2 separate regions of the Mus musculus genome follow, and region 1 is linked to region 2. Evidence: chromatin contacts called from public promoter capture Hi-C data. All regions are on one chromosome and are shown on one strand. The core of a region is the stretch at or near the end of the contact, and the rest is flanking DNA. Distances in the headings are between cores, read along the strand shown. Region 1 holds the start of Nsmaf (neutral sphingomyelinase (N-SMase) activation associated factor). Region 2 has its middle 31 kb from the start of Ubxn2b.

The links. Promoter capture Hi-C pulls out the DNA fragments that hold promoters and counts their contacts.
Region 1: a contact with region 2 is called in a promoter capture Hi-C map of liver, with 2.4 times the contacts expected there. The contact joins the promoter of Nsmaf here to the enhancer-like site in region 2. A contact is called at or near these places in 12 of 39 promoter capture datasets (the 3T3-L1 cell line, 3T3-L1-derived adipocytes, the C10 cell line and 8 more), 1 of 484 Hi-C or Micro-C datasets (bone marrow-derived macrophages), 11 of 115 datasets of contacts at active chromatin or transcription factors (CD8 T cells, bone marrow-derived macrophages, effector CD8 T cells and 7 more) and 3 of 9 other capture datasets (adipose tissue, liver and pancreatic islet).

What each region holds. Positions count from the first base shown.
Region 1 is chr4:6,453,010-6,455,959 of GRCm38.p6, reverse strand. Nsmaf (neutral sphingomyelinase (N-SMase) activation associated factor) reads left to right here and starts at 1,689. Exons shown (of 31, transcript NM_010945.2): 1 at 1,689-1,975. The coding sequence starts at 1,917.
Region 2 is chr4:6,220,864-6,223,600 of GRCm38.p6, reverse strand. No RefSeq gene overlaps it. Among named protein-coding and RNA genes, the nearest start is that of Ubxn2b, 31 kb to the right of the region's middle. Within about 2 kb of position 1,465, at least 45 of the 459 cell types and tissues checked have an H3K27ac peak or open chromatin away from gene starts, as enhancers often do. A contact at or near this core is called in adipose tissue, liver and pancreatic islet, where this site is marked.

The sequences.
Region 1 (2,950 bases), core at 440-2,939, 230 kb before region 2:
TTTAATTGTTTTTTTCTCACATGGATGCCCGGATGCATATTCAGATCCCCGCCCACATGTGGCAGATACTTTGCTGGCAGCTATCTCCCCAGCCCCACACGAGTTCCAGCCTATGTAGACAGTAGTTGAGGACAGCAACAAGATCTCTTGGCAGCTTTGAACAGGTACTGAAAGGGGCTTAGGGCCATCCGGAGGAACCCTTAGAAATGATGCCAGAGCTTTAAGGCTCTTAATATGGAGAGGGAACGAGATGGAAGTCCCCCGTTTTTGTAAGCTAAGATCAAAGCTTGAGAGAACTCAGGACCTGGATAGAATTTGGCCAAGGAGAGACTCTGTCACTCTCCACCACTACCAGGACCACATCTTTCCTCAATGTTTAATGAAAAGAAAACTTAGATTCTGGTCTATTTTTTAATTACTTTATTCCAGCCAAATTAATTTCTCTCCTTTGAGTCCATAGCATCTACTATACTATTTGCCACACAGAAAATTTTCAGATGGTATCTTAGCCATTCTCATAATCTTATGTCATTGTGCACACATGCACACAAGCTCGTTCCCAAGGACCATTAGGGTAGTTACAGAGTCTGTGCAGCACTCGGATAAAAGGAAGAGATTCACTGACATAGGGTACTCAGGTCTCTTCAGTTATGACTTCCGATCTTCCCCCACATGCTGCCAGTGATGAAGGACAGCTAATTGTTGCCATTGTTGTGCTTTTTTTTCAACCCTGCAGAACTTGATTCTTAAGCCAACACTAGGAGTGTTTCAACACACACAACTTAGAGGCTTGTTATTTGAGAGTCCCTTAAAGGTAAGCAATATCCAGCGTATTCTCAGGGTATTGAGAAATCATAACCCCAATGAAATACGAGTCATAGTTGGCAGGACAGAATATAAAAGGTAAGTATTGTTGAAGGTAAGAACCTTTCTTTACTGCTAGTGGGAGTTAAATGGATACTTTGAAAGCACAGTAGCAGACTTTCAGAGTTCACAGATGGACTTATTAAAACAGTCTAGAAACTCCACCCTTTGATTTCGACTTCACTCAACAGAAATGAAAGCATTTACACACATAAACGGGTACGTGAATGCTTATAGCCAAAAGGTGGGAACACTGCTGTGCCTGGCAACTGTTGAATATATTAACAGGAATGCAGTGTGTGATACAATGGAATACACTTCCGTGATAAAAAGGAATAGAATGTTGACTTGTGCTATACCTCAGACGAACCTTGGAAGCATTGTGCTAAATGAAAGAAATCAGACACAAAGACCACATATTGTATGGATGTTTTTATTCTAGATGTCCAGGCTAGGCAAATTCACAGAGACAGAAAGTTAAGTACTGTTTTCTAGGGCAAAGGTTTGTGGAGATGCACCTAGGAGTAGTGATTGCTAAAAGGTAAAGGTTTCTTTTTGAGATAGTAAAAATATCCCATCACTGTGATAATAGTTGCAACCTAAATATGAATATTACTAAGAACCGCTACACCATACACGGGCGAAAAAAATAAAATAAAATCCCATCGATTATTTATTTCAAAGACTGAAATTTGGGACTAAACATCCAAAAACCTTGTTATTTCAAATCCCCGCCGCCAACGAACTGGGGGGCTCCCGGGCAGGTCTCAGGCTCACGTGGGAGGTATCCTCGCCGCAGCAGCGCTGCAGAGGTTAGTCGGGGCAGTGTAGGACGCGGCTCCCGCGGCCTCAGGTCACTGCGCGCCCCTCCTCCGGGCCTGAGTCACGGCGTCGCCCGAGTCCCCACGCGAGGATGCTGCGGTGAGCGCCGTCCGGACGCCGCGGGCCCTGGGGCGCAGCGTGGGGCTCCCGGCCGCCCGCCCGCCTGCCCGCCCGGTGCGGCCGCTCGGGACTGCTCGGGACAGTCGGCGGCCTGCGAGCCCTGGGCCTCCATGGCGTTCACCCGGAAGAGGCAGCGCGAGCAGCAGCTGCAGCTCTACTCCAAGGAGAGGTGCGCGGGGCGGGAGGCCGGGCCGGGCGGCAGCCGGGGACTCTCCTGCAGGCCGCGGCCGCCTCCGGGGCCGCAGAGCCGCGCGCGGGTGGGCCCGGCTGGCGGGGGCGCCTGGGGACGCGAAGGCAGGGCGGTCCCCGCGCCCGCCCGCCCGCCGTCCCACGCCGGCGTCTCCCCACCGACCCTCCGCGCCCTGCATGGGAGGCTGTTGGGGAAGCGCGTGCGGCGGGGCGGCCGCGGTCAGCCGCGGCCCAGGGAGGACGTGGGTAGAGCTCCGGCCTCCCTCAGATCCCGTCCCCGCACAGGAAAGCGCACTTCCGCCCCGTGGGTCCCTCCCAGGGCGGTTGGTTTTGTGACCCAGCTGTGGTTCCAGCGGGAACGCGGGCTACATTTTTGTTTGTTTGTTTTGAGATGCGGGTTTGTCTGTGGGAGCCGGGATCCGACGGTCACGTTGTTGCTGAGTGGATCCAGCGAAGCAGGCTATGCCAGGAAATGCAGGTGCAGCTTTTATTCTGGGTGCTCTGCGGAGGCTTCACCTGTAGCTATTGCTCAACCCGCCCTCTTCCCCAAGCCCCGCATCTCTCTCTAAGATGTAGTGGGCTGGCAGGGTGGTCCGCGCTGAAATTACCTTTCCACCTCCGGAATTTAAATGGAATTTCTTTGTCTGGCACCCGACGACTTGTTAAGACTTGTTGGTGCTCTGTGTTACATTGAAGAGCATTCAGATTAACATTTGAAATGTTTTAAACGCGTGGCCTGTCATGTTTCTAGGACTTAGTCATTTGTAACAATCCTGTGATAAACAGCGAAATCGGACAGGGGGTGTTTTGTCGTAGATTCTGACTTATTTTAATCGTCTTACGCTGCTCTGTAATGTTAGAGGAACTCGCTGCCCCGGTTATTTCCAGCAAATGCTGGTTTGTTTACATATTATGTACATATGTTCACAGTACTCCAAGGTAGGAGTGCTCCCAG
Region 2 (2,737 bases), core at 216-2,715:
ACTATTATTTGCAGAATAAAGAATGAATAACCATGCTTTTCCATATATTTAAATGCCATTATCCAATGAAATCTTAGCTTTCCATAATCACTTATAAAAGTGAAATTGAGACTTACTTGCATATATGAAATAAAAAAGCATAAATAAACTTCTAGAAATGTACATATCTCATTATTTTCAGATAGATTAAGATGGGTTCTCCTTATTAAAAACTACCATTTTAGGAGAAGTGAAAAATAACTTGTGACTTGTCTGGCAGCCCTTTGCAACTGGGTGCAAGCCAAACTTATCTCATAGCCAATATCACCAAGGAATAGGCACAACAACCTGGAGTTGCGTCAGTATGCTGCCGTCTTCCTTACACCAAAACCAGATTAAACAAAAATAAGAACAGGAAGAGCCCCAGATGCCTGGGAGGGAATACAGCTGTGCTAAGAGTGACTTACTTCATGGACTGCACAGACAATGCTTCTTGCTATCAGGAGCTTTAGGGCTGGGTTTTGTCAAGTATAATTAAAATCCATGTATGTAAGTAAAAATGAATCTGTTGAGTTTATTATTTTGGGATATCAAAATGTAGACTTCCACCACATCTTTCTCAAAATAATTCCAAGAACACTGAAACACATGCATGTTTGCGGAGTTTCTTATGTGCTTATAAAGGTTATTTGGAAATCCGTAACTACAGGCCATTTCTGCTGCCTCTGCTTGCGTGGGAGATTGCACAATGGAGTATAGTCAGAGAACAAGAACAATATATCATGAAAGTGAGACATCTTTAGAGGTGCAGCCAATTTAGAGCTGGGCCAAAATCAACAGCTCCTCATGCTGGATTATGCAAGATGTCTGCTGCCCTGTTGTTAAGTCTCTATTATCATTTGCTCTTCTGACGCTTCTTAATCTAAAAGATTATTAAATATATTTTAATGGACACTCAATTTACTAGTTATATTTTCTGAACTGCTCTTTCACATTTTAGGGGCATCGGTAGCCATGTGAAATTAATGAAAAGTGAGTAGATATTATGTTAGCACCGAGGTCTGTATAAAGATACAAACTTATTTCAGACTACATGACCGTGACCTTATGGTTGCTTTTGAGCAAACAAATAGAAACCATTCAGCAGGTTGAAAACTTTCCACTGGATCTGGCTGCGGAGAGCAGAGCTCAGTTCATCAGCAGAACGTTTTAAATAACGGATCACCAAGGAGAACAAAGACAAGGAAGTGCAGATGGAAAATTCCATGGGAACATCACGGTTGCACGTTCCTCTCCTTGAAGGGGAATGTCTGTTGTACAGACCATTTCCCTCTCCCCTGAGTGTACCAGAGGTCAGAGTTACTCTCAGACACAGGACTCTTAGTAGGATCTCCCTTATTGTCACACTTCTGCAATCAGCGCACACAGACAGGGACTCAGAAAACATCTCCTGCTGTTAGTTCCCCAGGAAGGAGTTCCTTGGGTGTTTCCAGCCATTACCAAGGACAGCCACTGGGCACTTTACTTTCACTATGCTACATATGCAACTAGTCCTGGAAATGAACCATGATGACATTTCCAGAATGTATTCTCCTTTCCAAACCCAGTAAAGTTACAAACATTTGCTATTGTCGGTATCAGTTCTTGGTATCTTTCTGAATCTCTGTTTAGAAACATAAATGCATACGTTGTCCAGTGTCCAGAGACTGCTATTTTCGTACTAACTTATCACTTGGCCATTCAGAGCCACTCTTACGTAAAGTACTGGCATGCGACCTAGGGATCCCGTGGACCAAAGTCCCTGCCCTGTCTGAGATGTTGGGGAATGAGAAGTGCTAGCAGACAAGAAGCTAAGTTACTACCATTAGGAGAAGCTCCCGTAAACAGGGTAAGGGGGCTATGGAGACAGAGATGTCACACTGAGGCACGAAAGGAGGCTTCTCTGAGCAAACGGTATTTATTAAGCTAAAATCAGGACAAGCTATTCAATACAGTGACATCATCTATAACACAGCTGTAGAGAATGCTGATCTCAGGAAGGCTTCGGTAAGAAATAAACCCACACATCTCAAAGAGATGTACTCTTTATCAAAACGGAATGGCATACATGCTTAGTATTACAGAATACAAAGAAAGACAGTCTGAGTTGCTATAAAGTACCTATGTGCACAATATTTTAAACACTTCCATATAAATATTTATATGTTTTAAGGGGTATTCCTAGACTCATTATTATGCATTTTTATAAACATGAAAACATGGTTTTGCATACAACTTTATTACATGAATAAAAATAAATACCTCATGCCTTAGAATGTTGAATGTAACATTGTATCCATCTTCAGGAAACAAGAACATTTAAGACTTTCTTACTCTTACAGCTTTAAACCTTAGTACAAATCCCAGGCTACTGAAAGCAGCCCATTTGTCCATTTGCTCTCAACTATGCTCACAATATGATTTTTCAAGTCTACCATTTCCTAAAAATATGTATTATTTATATTTGCCACTTTTAAATTAACACAGATTGGCATATAACACTAAAAATGAGTTATCGTTCTTGACCCTAAAATAAAAGTGGCAAAGTTAGCAAGGAAATAAGACTTTGCCATAGAGTTAAAAATCAAAATAAAATGGGGAAGATTTTTAAAATGAAAAGCACATAAAATAACCCTTTATTACTTTGTTCTGAAAAACACATTCAAAGGTACATTGCGTAGAGGAGGGCACAAAGTCAAAAGGGCGCTTAGTAGTCTCT